Regions from separate parts of the Zea mays genome. Here region 2 is linked to region 1. The links are chromatin contacts, called in public Hi-C maps. All regions are on one chromosome and are shown on one strand. The core of a region is the stretch at or near the end of the contact, and the rest is flanking DNA. Distances in the headings are between cores, read along the strand shown.

Region 1 (6,001 bases), core at 2,065-4,564:
TGCAAATCAAATTCATTTTCCTATCTCTAAGTCAAACTCACTTGTTTGGGCGTAAAGAGAGATAATCCAAGAGTGAAATTGATCAAGTGCCAAAAACTCCCCCTTTTTCCCATAATCATAAATTTTCCCCCACAAGAGACTAAATTTTGTAATAAGAGTATTTTGGACAAATAAAAAATTCTAACTCTATTGTTTTCAAAATTCACAAGTGGTAGCTGATCCATTTGCTTTGGCCTTAATTTCTCCCCCTTTGGCATTAAGCACCAAAACGAGATCATTCTTGGCCCTTTAACCCCATTGCCTCACCAAAAATGTCAATTAAGAGCAAAAAGGCAATAAGAGCATAAGAATGAACTTGGAATTAAGTACACGAATACCAGAGTGCAGTGGAAGTCTTTGCATGGTCCAAGTTCACCTTTCCCTTTCAATTCACCTTTGAGACTAAATCAAGTATACTCAAACACAAAGGTTAGTCTCAAAGGGTCAAGTTGTAGCACATCTCCCCCTAAATATGTGCATCATTCACACAAGGACTTATGAGGTCCGGGGATCCCTTGCACAACTTGAGCACCATAACTAAGCAATAAATCACATAAATGTATAAAGTAACATGATCAAAGGCATAGAACACATGTATGCTATAGATCAATCCAAGTTACGCGAATCTAAGACATTTAGCTCACTACGCAGCCTGCAAAAGGTTTTCTCATCTAATGGATTGGTAAAGATATCGACTAGCTGGTTCTCGGTGTTAATATGGTGCACCTCGATATCTCCCTTTTGCTGGTGGTCCCTCAGAAAGTGATGCCGGATGTCTATGTGCTTAGTGCGGCTGTGTTCAACAGGATTATCCGCCATGCGGATTGCACTCTCATTGTCACATAAGAGTGGGACTTTGCTCAAATTGTAGCCAAAGTTCCGGAGGGTTTGCCTCATTCAAAGTAGTTGTGCGCAACATTGTCCTGTGGCAACATACTCGGCCTCAGCGGTGGATAGGGCAACAGAGATTTGTTTCTTTGAACTCCAAGACACCAGGTGTCACAACCCAACCAAGTTATCGGGCCCACGTACACCAATCCTTGCCCTCAAGGCCTCGGATAGATATGTAAGTGGATCAGATAACTTACTCGAGGTGCCGAGTTTCGATAAACTCGTTCATTTCCAAGGACCATTCGCGCAAAGTTGCAAATATTACAATAACCAGTCAAGAACATAAACTTTAAAAATAGGAGTGGAGTGGAAGTCTTTACAATAAGATAATATACATTAATAAGCTAATAAGTTTACAAACCACGAAGTATTTATTATTACATGCCCGAGGTAGAGTTAAAGTGCTAACTGATTACATCAACTGGGAAGCAACCATCTTCCCGCAGCACACACATAATGCACACAATTAAAAGTCACCATTATGAGTTTAACAAAACTCATACGTGTTGATAGTTTCTCCTGCAGCAACAATGGGATAAACCCTGAGTATGGAAATACTCAGCAAGACTGACCCGACTAAAGAAAAAGACTCTCAAGGATATGCTAGTTGTTGGGAATCAAGGTAAGGCTTACCAAATTTCAAAGACTCAGTTTTGCAGAAAAGCTTACTAGTAGTGGATCCTTAAGCCAAACTTTTACTTCACAAGTTAAGTACTTTTCCTGAGTCTAGATTTGCCTAATCTAGAGCATTCACTTGTCCTACACTAGCTTCATTTTAACAGCTTTAGTTTCACTTGTTATCTACGATGCAGGGCAGTGATCCAGTCTTGATATCCGAGAAGTTCGGCGATCCGAATCGGTTAATACTCAGCTGAGGATCTCCAACCACACGACATATGTAGCACTTAACCCTTGCATATGTCAACTCGCCCACGGGTTTCTCAAGATCAGAACGGGTCCCCGCCAACCGAGAGCTCAGTACCCCACCATCCAGCATCTTGTCAGGTGGATACACGATACTCTCGCCATCTCTCCACTCCCATTACGGGCCGGCCTTTCTGGTATTGGTCCAGCCGAGGCTAAGCTTACCCATGATGAGGCATGTGGCCAGTTAAAGGGTCCTAGATCAGCAGGCCAACAATCGGAACGGTCCTTAATCGACACAGACGGGCGACCTTTCCTGCTCAACGTCTGGTCTCCCCTTAAATTATTTTTGAAAACCTGGTACCTGTCAGAGGTACCCTACTAAAATGATGAAGTCATCAAGGCCTTTGATACCTTCATCACTCCAGCCTCTTTTTCTTTGTAAAAACATGATTCATAGATCAAAACATTTTGTTCTTAGTCTATGAGCATACTAAGCACATCTGCCTTTTTAAAACAGGTATCAAGGATGGTAATCAATTGTTCAAGGAAGTTATGCAACAAAGGTTTAATCATTCAACTCCTACCACCTAATGCAACATATAACTGATAAAAGTTTAAAAACAGCAAGGAGGTGGCAAATGCACTGGGGCTTGCCTTGGTGAGGAGGAGAGTCGGGTTCTTCTACCAGGATATTACAGTTAGCAGCAAATCCAAATGGGGCACCTTCCGGAGGACCTTCGATGACAGTCTCAGTGGGAGGAATTTCAGATGGAGGAACAGGCTCCCTTTCTACTTCCACTTCAAATTCTTCTTCAAGGTGCTCTACAAGTTAATTCGAAGTATATGAATGCTTATGTAATGATATGCTATGCAAACTCTCGCAAGGGAGAGGAGAAGAAACATCAAGTTCTCAAAACAAGTATAGGCTAAGACTATCCACCCTTCTATACTACCCAATTTTGCTCAAGTTGCCCAATGTGAATTTACTAAGACCACCCAGAGAAGTAAACATACTACAAGTTACCAAACTTGCAGTTCTTCAATTGATAGAGTTCCAATTTGAGGTAAACATATATTAACACCAAGTTTTATTAATTTAAACTCCCTCATTTAGCTATTTTAAGGTTCTCTGGTCAAACAATTCCAAATAGGTTCACATTTTTACCATAGACTATTTTAGTGATAGATAACTTCTCCACGAATTCTCATAATTTTTGGTGCTCTGGTTTTATTTCTAAAATTCATTTATGCATTCCAGGGGCACTTTTAATTACCCAAAAATTTAATTATTGCTGAAAAAATCCTAAAACTGTTCCTAGCAGAAACTACAAAATTTTGCGGATTCAACAAAATTGGTTTCACAATTTTTGCATTTTTCTACATTTCCTGGTGCATTTTACAAGTTGTCAACAAAAAGAAAAAAAAGGAAAAAATGCAATAGTGACTGGGCCGAAACCGACCCATGCGGCCACTAACAGCGGAGAAACCAGCCACACGCCGTCAGCCCGCGCCGCCTTGGGACCTTTTCCGATGAGGCCCTTGCCAATTTGGATAACTAGATACAAGGTCTAACACTATTTTCCCCCTCTCACTGACAATCTCATATAGGCCCCTTGCTTCCTTCCTATTTACAAACCTCCGTCCTCGACGGTGGATACCTCCCCGCCGGCCAAACCACGACTGGGCTCGCCGTTGGAGATCCTCTCTGGTGAAGCTGAACATATCTACTCGATTTCCGAGGCTAACTAACTATTTCCCTTAATTTAATTGATCCCAAACAGTCTAGGACCTACTTATCCACAGTGACCGTGGACCAGTGAACGCCGGTGAGGTGAACTAAGGTGATGAGTACGGTAAAGTTCAATCTAAAGGTATGATAAGCACTAGCGAACATTCATGTACATGGTGCTCACCGAAGTTCACTCGGAGAAGCTATGATTGGGTTGGTCGACGTTGACACAGCCTTCAACGGTGCTCACCGGATACATGACGACGTTCCGGTGAAGACACTGCGATAGAATCCAAAAGGAAGATTCTTTGAGCATCACCACTGCCTCAGGGTTCTAAAACGTGAACAGATTGAACATGTTACCTCTCTGAATGGACTGGCCACGAGAAGATAAAAGATTTGGAGGGTGGTCACCACTTTCAGCGTCTACACAAGGTTCTGGCCCCTTCAACAAGACCGAGAGGTAGAGAGGGCTTAAGGGTTTTTCACAGAGGTCGAGAGAGGGTATGACATAGTGGGGAAGCCAAGAACTCGCTCAGGATACATATATGGATTCAGTTTTCCCCCTGGTCACTATTTCCTTTAACTAGGGTCAAACACGCGAGTGGGCAGTGGTTGGATTTGCACTGGGTTTATTTTTACAGTGGCCAACTAGGGTTAAGTTGTTCCCTTCTACAATCTACAGACTTCCCACGCCGATCAAAGCACAGGACAACTCCAGTCCTTCCATTGCTGCATGCTGGACAACAAACCAAACAGGAAGCAGCTGAGTCACTATGGCCAGGATTCACCGCTTGGGGCTCTGATCCCTGCAGTGGTAAAGCTGGGATGAGTTACTCCCTCCACAGGACACGAATATCCTTTTTAACAAACACTAGAAATCTCTAGAGCACAGGTGGAGATGGATATGTTTCTCTGATTTTCTTCTTTTTCTCTTTTGCAAAATTCTGATCTACTTCAGTCGACAGCAGCAGCCACCTTGTCCCCTCCGTTTCTCCAATTTTTTTTATAAGAATAGAGCTACCCTCCCACATCAAACTTATTCACTGAACATTGATCTTTCAGTTTATTATAAACTTCCAGAGTCAATACCTTACAGGTTTCGAGTTATAGAGCCCCAAAGTGAGGCATATCACACAGAAACCATAATTTCAGTTTACTGAAACTGAACCCAGAATTGCAGACTGTCAAGGCAACTTTGGGGGTATTTAACTACTTATTTTACATGGTACCAAGTTAATCATTGTTAAGTAAACTTGTACACCAATATGTACTCTTCAGCTTTTCTATAAAGATCCTAGTCCAAAACCAATTATAATAAGCACCACCCAGCTCCAAAGTTGAGCCCAGCACTGAAATTCAGATCTGATAACTATTTATTATCTGAAACTCCGAGGGTCTGACAATCCATCTGTAGGCGCCATTTTCTGCAATTTTTGTGTAGAACCAAACCAGCCTCCCTTAAGCAAACTTGTGCCCTGATAGGTAATCTACAATTTCTCTATAGAAAATATGGCCCAATACTCCACTAATCATCTACAAAAGGGCCCCAATGTTAGACCAATTATACACATTTCTAAAATCTGAACTGCACTAAGTCTGAAATTTTAGATTTGAGGATAGGACCTTTGGGTTAAGTTTTCCACCAGTTTTATACAGCATTAGTGGCATGACCCTTAATCAAATCTGCACACCAAAGTATGGGATTCCACTTTGGTACAGCACTCATAGCCCAGAATTACATGGATCAGCCCTTAAGGAGTATCCCAAATCTGCTTCAGACTGAAAAATCAGCAAGACTGAATTTTTATCTAAGTCTGATTCTCCAAACTGAACACTGCATCTTTAGCCTCCTTTTTCTACCAGTTTCATATAGATTTAGAGCTTCAATACTTAATAAAACTTGTTCTCCTATAGTTAATCTACAAGTTTACTATAGCAACCTTTTGCCAAAAGCCCCCAGATTAAAACATACAGGGGTCCAGAAATAGGTAAAGCAAATTGTTTTTAGTTGAACCAAAACTGTATTAAATCTGAAATCTGCAAATTACTCCAAATTTCTCTTCAAAACTTGAAAATCTCAACACATGAAAATTGTTTGGTTTTGGAAGCTCTACAACTTTGGTATTTTAATTTTTGGCAAATTATGGAGAGATCTCATATTTCATCCTTTGGACCAAAACTGGAGTTTTTAAACTAGTTTTCCACTCTCTATTCATTACCACATTTCATTTTGAGTTTTTTTCCTTGGTCCTAGTGACTGCAATCTAAGTGTTTTACAATACAAAGATGCCAATGCATATGATGTCATGCCAAGTTTTAGTTCCCAGTAACACCAGGGGTGTTACATCCTTTCCCCCTAAAAAGAAATCTCGTCCCGAGATTAAGGCTCGAGGCTAAGTAGTGGAAAAGGAAACACGTCACAATCTCATTTCCTTATTTCTGTTACAAGGCAGGGGGTGTGGGTGCCCCAGT
Region 2 (6,347 bases), core at 1,361-3,860, 200 kb after region 1:
TAAAGAACTAATTCACTCATTCTATATTTTGGGTATTACAGATCTCTTTAGTGCATAGGTAGTGTCATGCTAGTGCAGGGTTGTAACCTAGTAGGGTATAAAACTTTTATGCTAAGATAGAAAGTACTATTAGCTAGACATGAGGGGTGAAATGAGCTCTTGAATGGACGGTTTATTTGAAAGATGCTCCAATGCATGGGCCTTGTACACCTTCTTCTATCATATCCCTCCTCCCATCTTCCATTCCATTCCATGGCATCAAGTTCGACATGCATATAGATTATTATTCTTCCCATCATAATGTAAAAAGTTCATTCGATCCGAGGTGCAGATTATTCTGGTTCAGGTTGCACATAACTTGAGTTGCAACTCAACAAGTCCTGTCAGAACTTAATTATTAGGAGTAAGCTTCGGGTGGATTATATAGGAGTATTATTACAATATAACCAAGCGCATAAACCTTGGATGTTCGGCCGGGTTTCGCCCAGGATCGGAATTATTTTATCTGAAAAAAGTAGACAGGTTGCACATGCATCAAGATCCATCAAGGACAAACAAGCATATATAGTTTCTCAGAAACTACTGAAGAATGTATTTGTCGAACTGAATCATATACAATCTCATCATCACTTATATATATATATAGTACTTAGTACATGAATAAATACATAGATGCAGCAGGACACACTACAATCGATTGTGTTGTGTCTCGCCTCATCATCTGATTCTTCACTAAACACACGATCGACGACGATGATTATACTACATGTCTATATATCCTAGCACATATTGGTACAATATATATGATCGAGAGCAGTATCATATCATACATATATATATATAGATATGTTACAGTATTATACAAAGAGATGCAACGAAAGCCGAACCGAAGCTTTGGATTCTCATAGCTGCTGTATGCTAGACTAATCAGCACAAAAAAAAGAAAGAAATAAGCTAATGATAGATATGCATATGCGTGTGATGGCTGGATAATCGAATCAGGAGGAGGAGTCGAGCATCTTCTCGTAGTACTCGTCGTCGTCGATCCTCCAGAGCGAGTAATCAGAGCAGTACTCCCACGCCGGCGACGAAGGCGGATCGGCGGCGGGATGGCCGGGGCCGGACCCTGTCCAGCCGCCGTCGATCAACATGTAGATGGCCGCCTCCGCCGCCGCGATGTCGTTCCAGAAGTGGTCCGAGGCGTAGCACTCCTGGTGCTGCTGCTGGTGGTCGTCGTCTTGGTGTTGACGCTGGCTTGCCGTGGTGGTGGTGGTGGTGGACGCCTCGTCGAGCTCGGCGTCCTCGTCTTCGCCGCCGCTTTGCCGCAGCGCGGACTCGGTCAGAGCGGACGATGACGTGGCCGTGCCACAGCCGCGGCTGGTCGGACTAGGAGAGCCAGAGCAGCTGGACGTGGTGGTAGTCACGGACGACGCTGACCCTGAGAACGCCGACGCCGTCGCCGTCTTGCTGCTCCGGCTGTCCTGCTGCTGCTGCTGCTGCTGCGCCGCCGCCTTCTGCTTCCTGGCGCGCGTCCTCCAGAAGTTCTTGATCTCGTTGTCGGTGCGGCCGGGGAGGCTCCTGGCGATGCGCGACCAGCGGCTGCCCCACTGCGCGTGGAGCTGGAGGATGAGTCGCTCCTCGTCGGCGGTGATGCGGCCGCGCCGGAGCCCCGGGTGGAGGTAGTTGACCCAGCGGAGGCGGCAGCTCTTGCCGGTGCGCCTCAGACCTGCACGAGTACGCCGCCGACACATGCGCATGCACAGAGAAGAAGCAGGGCACGCACAAGAGAGAGAGAAAAGAAATGGTTAATCAACACCCATCGCCATAGCCCATCCTACATCAATCCATCCCCACGCACGCATGCATCTACATATGCATGCATGCATGCATGCTTGGGGATCGGATGCACCCGCCACCGCGCAAACCTGAGACCTTTGCTAAGAAATCCCACCGGCGTTCACCAAACAAGCGGACGAACCATACCAGCTGAGCGTCTTCCTCCTCTGTCCACGGGCCCTTCCTCATCGCCGCCGCCGGCACCTGCTGCTTATCACTGTTGCCGCTGCCCCTACTACTACTGCCACTACTACGGTCACCACCGCCCTGCAGCTTCTTGCTCATCTTGCTCGCTGCTGCCGGTGTCGCCATCGACGACTGATGATGAGGATAACGATCGTCCATCGGTCAGCCTTCGTCCTCTTCCTTTAATTTTTCGGCAGCGCGGCCAGGACCGCGAGTTGATGGTAGGCGTCCTTCGGTCTCCGGCCGCCTCCTCCCTCCGAACTGTCCCCGCCGTCGACCGACCTGATCGAGCTGCTTGGTTGGCCGGACTTAATAGCTAGCTAGTATAGCCTGCAGGTGGTGGCGGCCGGGCGGAAGACGAGACGAGACGAGACGACAGAGACAAAGGCCACCCAACAAAACAAGCTTCGGCGCACCTATCAATCAAGAGGAAGAAGAAGAAAGGGACTGCAGATAGATGCCTCGATCCACTACTTGCGTACGATATATAGATTCTACTGCTGGGTGCTGGGTGCTGGCTGCGTGCGTGCTAGCTGGAACGCTGGATCGATGCCTCCGTCCTCAGTACACTTGCTTAGTTGCTTACCAGATCCTCTGTGTACTGCTTGCTAGTCACACTGCGTGCACGGTTATTTATATACACATATACATACATACAAAAGAGAGAGAGAGAGAGAGCTGGTTGAATTGCTAGCTAGCCAAGAAGGAGAGGAGTGTAGTATAGTACTACAACAACTACTAGCGGTGGGGTAGATCTGGCAAATGAAAAATGCAAGGCAAGTGCCGCTGCTAAGACGACGATCGATGATCCATGGAAAAAAGCTAGCAAGCAAGCTAGTGCGAGGTGAGGTCAGTGATGGGCACCCCGCACTGAGAAATGCTCCTCCTATCATGTGTCAGCATTTGCAATTGGGATGAGCTTTCTAGAGTCACCTCACCCCCTCTTGCTTGCTCCTGCACCCTTAGCTTCTTTGTCGTTCTTTGCGCACGTATTTGCACCAGCGAATCATTAAGTTTCGGAAAACTTGTTAACCACACACGAACCAGCGTGCGAGCCTTTTCATTATTTTGTAGCCATGGCCATTCGGATTTTCGTTAAGCATCATGCAATCAACTAATTTTGTGATCAACATAAAGTATAAAACGGTAATATATATATATATAATAATCATGCCTGCTAGCAATCAAAACACTACTAGAATCCGGCTCTTTGCCGAGTGTTTTTTATCAAGCACTCGGTAAATAAATCTTTGTCGAGCGCCGCACTCGATAAAGTCCTACTCTCGGTAACAACCACGCTTACCGAGAGCAGGACACTCGGCATAGGAAGACACACGGCAAAGACCTCTTTGCGACGAGTGCCAAACACTCGGTGAACGACGACGTTCGGCAAAGGGTCGTCAACAGCCGTCTATAGTTGACGGTCGTTACCTTTGCCCAGTGCCTGCCTTGGACACTCGCTAAAGTATATATTTATTTTGTTTTTTTTTCAACCAAACTTTTTGTGGTTTGTTCCTACACTATGTAGACTTACATGTTCCATTTTGGCATATTTATAAAAGTGTTTGCTATAACTATTATATTTTATTCGTTTAATTGAATTTCCTCGGATAATTGAGAATTGAACTGCAAGTCACTCGAAAAATAGAAAAACGTGAATACAAAAATGATATCCATGTTATTTAGCATAAGTTACGGCCGATTTAAGGAGAAAACCGGAATTTTTGAGCATCATGCTCTCGAAACATGACCGGAATGCAAAAAATGATATCCAGTTGTTTAAAAATTATACACAAACAAAGTCAGAAAAACATGAAACTTCTCTACATGTCAAGATATCATATTTAGAGGCTGTGATAAAAATTGAAAATGTTTCGTGAAAGTTATCACGCACTATGTGTAGAAACCTAGTCGATTTACATTGAAGCTCTATGATTTCATGTGTAGGATACTTAGGTTTCTATATGTAGTGCATCACAACTTTCTCGAAACATTCTCAAATTTTTATCACAGCCTCTACATATGATATCATGACATATAGAGAAGTTTCATGATTTTCTGACTTTGTTTGTGTTTTATACAATTTTTATATAACTGGATGGCAAGTTTATTGTCATGTTTCGTGGGCATGAATATCATTTTTGCATTCACCGTTTTCCATTTTTTGAGTGACTTGCAGTTCAAATCTCAATTATTTGAGAAAATTCAATTAAACGAACAAAATCTAATAGTTATATCAAACACTTTTATAATTGTACCAAAATGGAACATATTAGTCTACATAGTGTAGGAACAAACCACAAAAAGCTTGGTTGGAAAAATAAAAAAAATACTTTGTTGAATGTCAAAATAAGACACTCCGCAAAGCATGGTTTACCGAGTGTTAGCCGGGCGACACTCGACAAAGTTTTTTAAAAAATATTAAAACAATCTTTGTTGAGTGCTTGTCAGTGGACACTCGCCCAAGATGTCTTTGCCAAGTGCCAGATCACGGACACTCAGCAAAGTATATTTTAAATTTAAAAAACTTTGCCAAGTTCTAGATCGTGGGCACTCGGCAAAGAACATTTACATAGCCGGTTGTATGGGCCCGCGACCCATTGTTTCCCTCCATCGCCGTCACCCAGCATGTGCCCCGCCGCACTCACGCCCCTTCCACGCCTAGTGTGTTATCTAGAACTTGCCTTCATACTTGATCCATCTAGATATACCTTTGCTTAACATTTGTTAGTTCTCACCTAGTGCGTTGTACATCTAATCACCAAAAATATAGAAATGGCACAAGGGCATATTTCCCTTTCAGCAAGCTTTGCCGAGTGCCTCCTAATGCAATCGGCAAAGGAACTGACAAAGGGGCCTACTGGTGATACGTTTGCCGAGTGCTAGTCAGTCGGGCACTCAGCAAAAAGAGGTAGCATTTGCCGAGTGCCGCCTAATACGCTAGGCAACGGAACTGGTAAAGGGGGCCCACGGGGAGCTTTTTTGCCGAGTGTCAGTATAGTGGACACTCGGCAAAGAGTGAGCCTTTGTCGAGTGTCAGTACAGTGGACACTCAGCATAGGCTCCGTCACCGTCAACTGGCGCCGTGACGACGACTTTTATTTGTAGAGTACCAAAAGTACTCGGCAAAGAAGTCATTGCCGATGTACAGTTTACCGAGTGTCACACTCGGGAAAGCCTTCGCCGATTGTTTTCTAGGATTTACCGAGTGCTTCAGACACTCAGCAAAGCAACTGTTTTCGATAGCGAAAGACTAGCAGCAATGCAACATGCATGAATTAATAAAGATCCAATTGACTTTAGGAAGACCGTAGAAAAAGAAACAATACTAATGAATAGGGATGAAAACGGATACTTATTCTAATGTTAATTTTCTGTCTTTTTTTTCTTTGATTGAGAATAAATATAATATATAATATGGTTATGCAAATTTGTATTCTTATTTTAAAAAAACATTATATTTTGAGAAAGGAAGATTAGTTTGACAAAGCAAGATTATTGATTATCATTTTTTTTGAGGAAGCAAGATTGTTGATTATCATTTTTTATTTTCAGGGAATTAGTTTTGAAACTTTGTATATTGATATATCCAGGTTTTATCATTTCTGGGAAACACATACATATATAGGCATTCGCCTTTGAAACCTACCAGAGAACCAAATTTGAGGCTGATGTTCGAGTTATCGCGCGCCCACTACTGAATGAATCTCGTCGTTTTTTCTCTCTCACTTTAATATATTTACCAAAAAAACATCCTTTTCTATCTTGTTTGACCACATGCATGGTGTCATAATTGCTGATCTGATAATTTGCAGGCTTATACTAAGCCGCCATGTTGCAGTTCATAAGCATATCCTTCGCTATCCTCCTGTAAAGAAAAACGATGAGGGAATATGTTCTCAAATGAGCAGAATAAAAGCGACCATTGCAAGCTGCATTTGCATAATAAACGCTCGCGTCATTATCCACGATGGCCGGACTGACTGGGGGATCGAGAGAGGATACAGATTACTCCACTCACCCACCGCTCATTGTGACCCCCCGGTTTGGCTGTTTCTCGAGTCTTCGTCACAAAATTTAAGAAAAAGATCGTCATCCCAGTATTATATTCAAAAGAGACTAAAATAATAATCTTGATCGAGAAAATCTCCGAACACTTATCCTTATCACTAACAGATCGACATCAATCATTCACTCTGCAATGGCCGAACCAGAGGGCGTGGCATACAATTCATCACAAAATTTAGGGGAGAAGAAAATAACAATGTCACAGTAGATTCTTTAAATCATTCTCTCTCTCCTCTATAAAACCACCTTTATCGCTC

What was found. A called contact is a pair of places that touch in the nucleus more often than the background predicts.
Region 2: a contact with region 1 is called in a Hi-C map of leaf, with 3 times the contacts expected there. The contact joins the promoter of LOC103629226 here to the enhancer-like site in region 1. A contact is called at or near these places in 6 of 25 Hi-C or Micro-C datasets (bundle sheath, ear, leaf and 1 more).

What each region holds. Positions count from the first base shown.
Region 1 is chr6:42,560,162-42,566,162 of Zm-B73-REFERENCE-NAM-5.0, forward strand. No RefSeq gene overlaps it. Among protein-coding and RNA genes, the nearest start is that of LOC100272853, 94 kb to the right of the region's middle. Within about 2 kb of position 3,315, at least 16 of the 20 cell types and tissues checked have an H3K27ac peak or open chromatin away from gene starts, as enhancers often do. A contact at or near this core is called in bundle sheath, ear, leaf and 1 more, where this site is marked.
Region 2 is chr6:42,757,338-42,763,684 of Zm-B73-REFERENCE-NAM-5.0, forward strand. LOC103629226 (transcription factor MYB59-like) reads right to left here and starts at 2,611. Exons shown (of 1, transcript NM_001322953.1): 1 at 820-2,611. The coding sequence starts at 1,757. The coding sequence ends at 999.